Regions from separate parts of the Oryctolagus cuniculus genome. Here region 1 is linked to region 2. Evidence: chromatin contacts called from public Micro-C data. All regions are on one chromosome and are shown on one strand. The core of a region is the stretch at or near the end of the contact, and the rest is flanking DNA. Distances in the headings are between cores, read along the strand shown.

Region 1 (4,449 bases), core at 1,074-3,573, 130 kb before region 2:
CTTGGTAAGGAAGGTTAAAAAGGAAAGTGTGGGCAGCCACAGGCAGTCGCCCCTTTTGTTTACACTTAAACATATGGATGGAGACATCCTGGCACAGACAAAAGGCTAAGGAGATTCCAGGAAGAGGCAGGAAGAACCTTATCAGGAACTCTTTGTAACCACAAAAGTCTTGGATATGTAAATCTTTTGTGTGCCTTCTTGTATACAACTGGTCATGTTTAAATACTACTGGATTTGTTGAATAAACGAGCCTTGATCAGGATTTGTCTTGGCTCCATTCTTTGCGTCCTTGTCCCCGCATTCCCACTCTCTGTTTTAGGAAACCCGGTTCTTTGTGCTGCAGGCCAGCACAGGAAAGAGTGTTCTTGGTAATGAAGGTTAGAAGGAAAGAGTTTTTTAAATAAGGAAAGGACATGGTTTGTAAGAATGACTTTATCCTGATGGCTAGTTTACTCTAGACTGGAATGGAAATGATGGAATGTTTCAAGTAAGTTGAAGAGGGTGTGTGGAAGTCACAAAAGGTTATGAAAGAAAGAAATATTGGACATGCTAACTGCTGCTCCGAGAGGTGTCTGTGCCATGCTCCAGGAAGAATGTTGTCTCTGGGTCAGTCAGACTGGACAGGTACAAACCCAAATTCGTACTTTCTTGGACAAAGCCAAGCACCTCCAGGACCAGGCCAAGCAGGGCTGGGATTTCTGGCCTGACATCTGGTCATGGAAATCCTGGCTATTTCCTCTCCTTTGCCCAAGAACTTCTGTAATCTTGCTGCTTCTCTTTGGACCGTGTGTTTTTAATGCCCTTGTTTGTTTTGTCTCTAACAGACTAAAAGCTGTCGAACTCCAAATGGTTGTCAGACAAGCCTTCCAGCCCATTCTGCTGGACGACCTTGAGCAGCCCTCTGGACCAAGCAGGACAGTCTTTCCAAGGCCACTGTTGCACACCATAAGACAGATAGCAAGAGGAAATACACAAATCCCCCTCGACGCCCACATGCCAGCTTTGAAGAAGTTACAGAAAACGGAACTCCATCCATAATCCCAAAAAAGAATATTGGGTATTGCCTCTTGAGGGGGGAATGTTAGGTAGGAAGTTAGGTATGAGCTTATGTGTGTGTAACAGGCCTAAAGGGAAGACTATGTCCAGCGTATGCTGCATCTCAAAGTCATCCTGATGGTGTTTCGGGCAGCCCAGTATTCACATCCTGCCCTGCCCTGCCCTCTTCTACCTGATAACCTGCCAGGTGGGGGGGGGGGGTCCCCACCCCTTCTGCCTGACAAATCTTCCACAATCTCTCAGGTGCAGCCCAGTACCCTGCTCCAGATCCCAATTCTCTAGGGGGTCCTGCCCACCCTTCCTCCTGCCTGATAACATTTGCATCCATAAAGTCCTTTGTTTCAGATAGAAGTTTTTCTATTTACATCCAAAAGCCCTTTGTTCCAAGAGGAGCAGAGGTGGGGAAGCAAGACCCATCTCCTTAAAAACCCCTGGCCTCAGCCCAACAGCACGCTCAGCCCTCTGCCTCTCTGCTGAGCCACCCACCTGGTCTGGCCAGGTGTATTCTCGCCACTCAACCATGTAACCTTGCCCCCCCGCCCCAGTCTCTCAGGCTCTGTCTGAGAGGTGCCCATCCGTCCTTACGGATGTCCCTTCCCTAACAAACCTTGCTATTTTACCTCCCACTACTCTGTCTCACGCCTGAATTCTTTCTTGCGCGAAGCCAGAACCCTGCAATTTCTCTGGTAATAGCTCATGTCGGCAGCCCTGGGGAGGGCTTCTTTCTCTGTTGATAAGATTTAATATATTCCCTCTCTCTGTCTGTAACTCTGCCTCTCAAATAAATAAAATATTTGTAAAAAAGGGGGGGCTCTGTGGTATAGCGGGTACACCCGCCTCCTGCAGTGCTGACATCCCATATGGGCACCGGTTCGAGTCCCGGCTGCTCCGCTTCGGATCCAGCTCTCTGATGTGGCCTGGGAAAGCAGTGAAAGATTGTCCACGTGCTTGGGTCCCTGCACCCACGTGGGAGACCCGAAGAAGCTCCTGGATCCTGGCTTTGGATCGCCCCGTTCTGGCCCTTGGGCCCTCTGAGGAGTGAGTCAGTGAATGGAAGACCTCCCCTCCCCTCCACCCACGCCTCTGCCTCTCTGTAACTCTGCCTTTCAAAAAAAAAAAAAAGAGGGCATATTACCTCATCAACTCGTCCGGTGCGGATGGACCTTTCCTGGACTCACTAAACCACCTGCTAGGACCGGGTGGACAGGCCAGCTCCCAGGCCGGGAGTCCTCCACTCCTGCGGGCGGCCGGCGGGGGCGCTGTGGTGCGCAAGCGCACCTGGAGGCGCTCTGGCCTCGGAGCGCGGCGGCCGCTTCCGTCTTCCCGGCAGGCTCCGCGCGGCGCGTGCGTGCTCCGTGACCTTCCCGAGTTTTCGGTTCCGCGGGCGCTGGTGCGGCCCGGGCGGTCGTGTGCGCCGAGGTGAGTGCCGGGGCGCACCCCGCGCGCAGCTGTGGGCAGCGCGGACGCGAAGGGGCGGGCCGAGGGGGCGGGAGCGGGCTGAGAGGGCAGGCGGGAGCCCCCCGGCGCCCCTGACCTTGGGGGCCGGCCGCGGTGTGCGTCCCGGGGTCCGCTGCGAGTGGGGCGTCGGCCGGTCACGCGCGCAAGGCACCTGTGCCGCCGGGGCTTCTGCCGGCAGCGGTGCGGGCCGAGAGGCGCGCCTTTCCTGGGGGCCTTGGGGCGGGCGGGTGTCCCCTGCCGTGGTCAGCGAGCGTGGGCGGCCGCTGCCCGGCGCCGGGACTGCGTGGCTGCAGGCGGACACCCGCTTGGCCTCTGAGTCGGGATCTGCAGCGGTGGACGGAACGGGCTCGGGGTGAAGGCGGGGCCCTGGCTGTCAGGTGTGGTTTGTCCGGCAGACGGGACAGCCTTGGCTAGAAGGCAAGTCGGGGCGGGTGTGGGGGCAGGAGCGGGGATATTCGCCGTGCGCGAATACGCGGAGGCCGGAGGGAGCCGGCGTCGGGGCGCCCGAGACCGTCTGTGGCCTCTTACCTGCGCCCTTCTCCTGGACACTGCCCCGGCTGTGCCGTGTGCGAACCCCCCCGCCGTGCTAACGACGACATCGCCGCCCCCAGAGTGTGCAGAGTTCTGCGGTCCACTCCCCAGATGCCCGTAACGGCCAGTGCCCGGCTGAAGCCGGAAGCGCGATCCGGGTCTCCGGCGTGGGCGGCAGGAGCACGCTAACCTGAGTCCTCCCGCCTGGCCGTCTCTCGGGGTGGGCGCTGTGGCACGTGGTGCCTGGGATCGGTTGCTCCCCCACTGCCTGCCGCCGAGGGGGAGGCCAGGACGCAGCTCCTGGCTCAGCCCCAGCTGTTGAGACGTTCGGGTTGTGAACCACGGGATGGAGATCTGTGTAACTCCACACCAGACTGCTCCTCCGAGGCCGTCTTGGGCCCTGGGGGGCAGCACACCTGCACCAATCTGAAGTCAGGAGCTTCCTCCTGGTCTCCCACGCGGGTGCAGGGGCCCAAGGACTTGGGCCACCTTCTACTGCTTCCCAGGCCACAGCAGAGAGCTGGATCGGAAGTGGAGCAGCTGGTACTGAACCAGCACCCGTATGGGATGCCCGCACTGCAGGGGGCGACGTTACCTGCTACGGCCGTGGCGCCGGCCCTGGGTTCCGTTTCTGTGCCTCTTCTGCAGGTGAGGGAGAGACAGTTCAAGTTGGTGGCAGGTGCAGAGCAGGGTTGGAGCTGGCGGTCGCCGTGGCCTCCTTCCCACTCTTCCCGACTCCCCAGGTTCTCCTTGGCGTGCACAGCCTCTGCCCAGGACACGCACACACACCCAGTTGTCCCGGCTCTGCCGTGTTGCCCGGCTCCGGTGCCTCGTGTGTGCCTGGTTCATGTTTGCTGAATGAGAGGCTGACCGTGGGACAGGTCGCAGTAATGGAGGACGGCACTGACCCTTGAGGGGGTTGGGCCTCTGAGAGACCCAGTGAGGGCAGCAGAGGGTCCCCAGAGAAGCTGGGTGAGGGGCAGCGTTCCTGGCCGCAGCCCAGACCGGGCGCAGGCTCGGCAGGTGGCCGGAGTCCTGCAGACCCTCGGGGGTCCCCGAGCACACAGATGGAAACGGAGCGCGATGCACGCAGACTCGCCGAGAACGCGGTTCCCTTTCCCGGTCAAGCCCAGTAACGAAGCAGCTGGTTTCGCTTGTGCAGTCACTGCCGCTCTGTCGCTGGCCGTGGCTGGCCGGGTGTGTGGCCTTTGAGGGACCAGCGCGGCCACCTGGTGCCTCGGCTCTGAGTGCCAGCCCCTGAGCGTGCCGACAGGCACCGACCGGAGTCTGCACCCAGCAGGACTGCTGCTGGTGGCACAGCCGTTGGGGAGGGCAGGCTGGTGGGGGGGCGGCCGGAGACCGGCGCCAGGCCCCGGCGGCGCCGTGGGTGCGGGTCCCACTGGC
Region 2 (3,934 bases), core at 484-2,983:
CCCTGCACCCGCGTGGGGGACCCGCATGGAGCTCCAGGCTCCTGCTTCGGCCTGGCCCGGCCCTGGCGGACTCCGCCTTTGAAAGAAATGCTGGCGCTGCCTGGCTGCCCCTGCACCCTGGGCGACCCGCTCCTTCCACAGCGGGGCAGCCTCGGGGCCAGGAGCCGAGACACCCGCGGGAGTGACAGCCACGCTGGAGAGGACTGCGCGTGGATTCAGAATCCTGCACAAAATAAACTCCAGTTCCACGCTCCGTAGCTTCTGGAATTCCCTCACCTCACCTGGACTCATCCGCGACGGAGCCGGGGAGACGGAGCAGCTAAGCCCCGCGCCGGGCTCCCCTGCAGACCCCGGCCCGCGGCTGGAGACGCCGACGGAGCTCCTGGCTGCCGGCCCAGCCCAGGCCCGGCGGGGGGGCGGGGGCCACAGATAGGAGCTCGCCTGTCCGAGGATTTGGACTGCACACCGGAACCCGCCTCCCGCCGGGGCAGTGCGCCCACCCCTCAAGGCCACGCCCAGCCCTGCGGGGCGGCTGCCCCCGTGCCGCCAGGGGAGGTTCTGGCCTGGCCCACCTGGACGGGGATCCTGGCGCCAAGGAGCCACGCTGCTGCCCAGCCGGGAGCAGCCCCTGCCCCGGGACCGAGGTAGGACCCTGGCCCGCGCCCCCGCCCCGGGCTGCACAGGGCCCGGCCCGCACCGCGCAGGGTAACCGGCCCGTCCGGTCCCCCCACCGCCCACCTGGGGCTCGCCTGCGGGCCTGGCCCAACCACTCGGGCAGCCGGGGTTCGTAAGGGAGCGATCCTGAGTCTCTTCCGAGGTTGTGCACCCAGATCCGGGCAGGGGACGCTGCCACGCGACACGGCCCCGTCCTCGGCGTCACCACTACTTTTCAATAGTTCTCAAAGTTTTACTTACTTGCAAGGCGGAGCTACGGAGAGGCGCGCGCTCGCAAGTTCCATCCGCTGGTTCCCTCCCCAGATGACCTCCACAGCCGGGGCTGGGCCAGGCCGAAGCCCGGGCTCCCACGCGGGCGCAGGGGCCCAGCCTCCACCGCTGTCCCGGGCGCATTAGCAGGAGCCCGCGCGGGACGCGGCCACAGCTTCAGGTTTTAGGGCTGCACTGTGCCAACCCCACAGCCGTGCCCGACCCCCGGCCACGCCCCCGGGAGGACGCCCCTCGCCGCCCGCGGCTGGCACCGGGCGGGCGCAGGCTCGCAGCGGACCCACACTCGGGCCGCCCCTCCCCGCGCGGCCGCTGCAGCCCAGGCCGGACTTCGCCCCCGCCCGCGGCCCGGCCCGCCCCGCCCGCACGAAGCGCCCCCACAACCCCGGTCACCTCTGGGCTCGGGACCAGCGCCGCCCGCAGCCTCGAGGGCGCGTGCACCTCGCCGCGCGCGGGGCGCCCCGCACGGCCCCCGGCGCCCCGCGCGCACGTCCGCCCCCCGGCGGGAAAGCGCAGCTGCCGGACCGCAGGGGCGCGGGGCCACCGCCCCGCCGCAGCGCCCGCCTCCGCCGCGCGGCCCGCGGCCTCCCGGGCGGCGCCCAGCGCCGGGCCCCTCGCCCACCTGTCGCGCGCGGGCGGCGGGGCGGTCCTACCTCCTTGTCCGGGACCCACGGCGGCTCCTCCAGGCCGAACGGGCTCCCGAAGGCCCGGTGCTCGGGCACCATGCGCAGCCCGCTGGGCGAGCGCACCAGCTTCTTGGCGTCGCGGCGCGCGGCCACCCCCGAGGACATGACGCCGCCTCGGCCCCGGGCCGTCCGCCTGCCCGGCTGTCGCGCAGCTGGGGCACCGCCCCGCCCCGCCCGTCTCCGCCCCCCGCGGCGGACGGCGCCGCCGCCCAATCGCTGAGCCCGGCCTGGAGCTCGGACCAATCGGAACGCTGGCCCCGCCCCATCGCTGTCCTCGCCAACGAGTGCGAGGACACCTCCTCCGCCACTCTGCGTTCGGTCACCAATCGGCAGCGAGGGCTGGCCAGGGTCCGCTCCGCCCCCCTCGGGGTAACTGAGACTTTGGAGTGGCCGCTTAGTCAGCCACGTAGGCGTCTTTTCGTCTCTGATTGGTGCAGCCTGTGCGGGGCACCCCGCGCTCGTTGGCAGAGACGGCGAGAGGGGCGGGACAGCGCCGGGAGGCGCGGCGCGCGCGGGAGGTGAGCGCGGCGGGCGGGGGCCGGGGCTTCGTGGGGCTGAGGGGGGGCGGCCTGGCCGGGAAGAGGCCGGAGGAGCCCTGCGGACGGGGGTCTGGGGCGGGCCCCGGCGTGAGTGCCCGGCCGCCAGGGCGTGCGCTGTGCTGAGAGCCGCGTGTCCACCCCAGCAGTCGGCCTGTGGCGGGCCGCGGCCACCGCGAGGCGGGCCGGGTGGGCGCGGGCCGGGTGCCGTAGCCTGGTGCATAGCCACGGCCTCGGGCTGCGGCGCCGGAAGGCCCCGGCGGGGGCCGGGGATGCTGGGCGAAGTGACCAGCAGGGCTCCTGCCGAAGACTGGCCGGGGGTGGGCTTGCCAGACCGACCTGGCTGAAGCCGACGTCCGTGAGGACCCGTGCGGGTGAGCCTAGGAGCCAGGCCCCCGGCCGAGGAATCTCCGTGGCTGGTCCTGGGCGTGTGTCCAGCGGCCTGCCCACAGCGCCCCGGCCGTGCCCTGGGCTGGCCACACCTCCTGGCCAGGTGCAGGTCTTCACCGCTGAGCGGGCGGAGCCCCGCCCAGGCCCTGCCCAGCCGCAGCCCCACATCCCCCGCTGCGGAAGGGCCTCCGGGGCTGGACCTCTTGTCCCCTGCTTCGGGCCAAAAGGGGACAGCCACTGGCTTGAGCACAAGGGCCGCAGGGCCCAGCAGGACGTCCAGCCCCTCCCAGGGCGTCCAGGGTGACCAGGAGCCCGGGGCTGCCCGGCCCGGCCGAGACATCGTGCAGGCCGGCCTCCCGCTCTTCGTGCCCCGGCCCCCGCGGCAGAGTTGACCCCGGACGCCGGGCCTTGCCAGGACCTCGACCCCGGCACCGCCCAGCACGCCCTGGCCTTGGGAGGGCCAGGCCGCCTGCCCGGGCCGGGGACACAGCCTTCTTTGTCCCCGGCTGGGCGCCCGGTGGCCCAAGGCTGACTCCCCAAGTGTCCTGCCCCCCAGGGCCCTGTGGAGACGCGCTGGGCACCTGTCGCCCGCGGGCAGGTGCGTCAGCCGGGGCTCGGCGGCGGGGCTCAGCGCCCTGTGCTCGCCGCCCGTCTGCGGTCAGCGCACTGAGATGGATCAGCTGGACCTGAACCCCAGAATCATCACCGCGGTCAGGAGAGGTGGGTGCTCTGTGCCGGGGGAGGCGGCGGCGAGGGCGCGGGTGCCTGAGGGGAGACGGGGGGGGGGGGCTCCCGGCTCCGGTCAGCCTGGCCCAGCTGCGGGACGGGGGGCGGTGTCCCTCGGTCCCTGCCTCAAGTAAGACAAAAGTGAACGCCGCAGACAGAGCCCTGGTTCCCGGCCTGGACGAATGGGGGGGCCTGCACCCTGCGGGCCACCCGTCCGCCTCAGGCAGGTGGACCGGGACAGCCCGCAAGTGGGGAGCAGCGCACACGTGCACGCCCCCTCCCCCCACAGCGGGGTCCCCCGGCGCCTGGGCAGCACCGCTGTCCCCGCCGGCTCCTCTCCCCCGGACCCGCTGTCCCCGCCGGCTCCTGTCCCCCGGGACCCGCTGTCCCCGCCGGCTCCTCTCCCCCGGTGCCTGGACAGCACCGCTGTCCCCGCCGGCTCCTGTCCCCCGGACCCGCTGTCCCTGCCGGCTCCTGTCCCCCGGGACCTGCTGTCCCCGCCGGCTCCTGTCCCCCGGGACCCGCTGTCCCCGCCGGCTCCTCTCCCCCGGTGCCTGGGCAGCACTGCTGTTCCCGCCGGCTCCTGTCCCCTGGACCCGCTGTCCCCGCCGGCTCCTGTCCCCCGGACCCGCTGTCCCCACCGGCTCCTCTCCC

What was found. A called contact is a pair of places that touch in the nucleus more often than the background predicts.
Region 1: a Micro-C map of ear pinna shows a contact between it and region 2, with 4 times the contacts expected there. The contact joins the promoter of ATP5MJ here to the promoter of ZFYVE21 in region 2. A contact is called at or near these places in 2 of 6 Hi-C or Micro-C datasets (ear pinna and an unstated tissue).

What each region holds. Positions count from the first base shown.
Region 1 is chr20:46,611,577-46,616,025 of mOryCun1.1, reverse strand. ATP5MJ (ATP synthase membrane subunit j) reads left to right here and starts at 2,323. Exons shown (of 4, transcript XM_051834936.2): 1 at 2,323-2,475.
Region 2 is chr20:46,477,892-46,481,825 of mOryCun1.1, reverse strand. ZFYVE21 (zinc finger FYVE-type containing 21) reads right to left here and starts at 1,733. Exons shown (of 7, transcript XM_051834890.2): 1 at 1,596-1,733. The coding sequence starts at 1,733. XRCC3 (X-ray repair cross complementing 3) reads left to right here and starts at 1,857. Exons shown (of 8, transcript XM_051834879.2): 1 at 1,857-2,146; 2 at 3,111-3,274. The coding sequence starts at 3,226.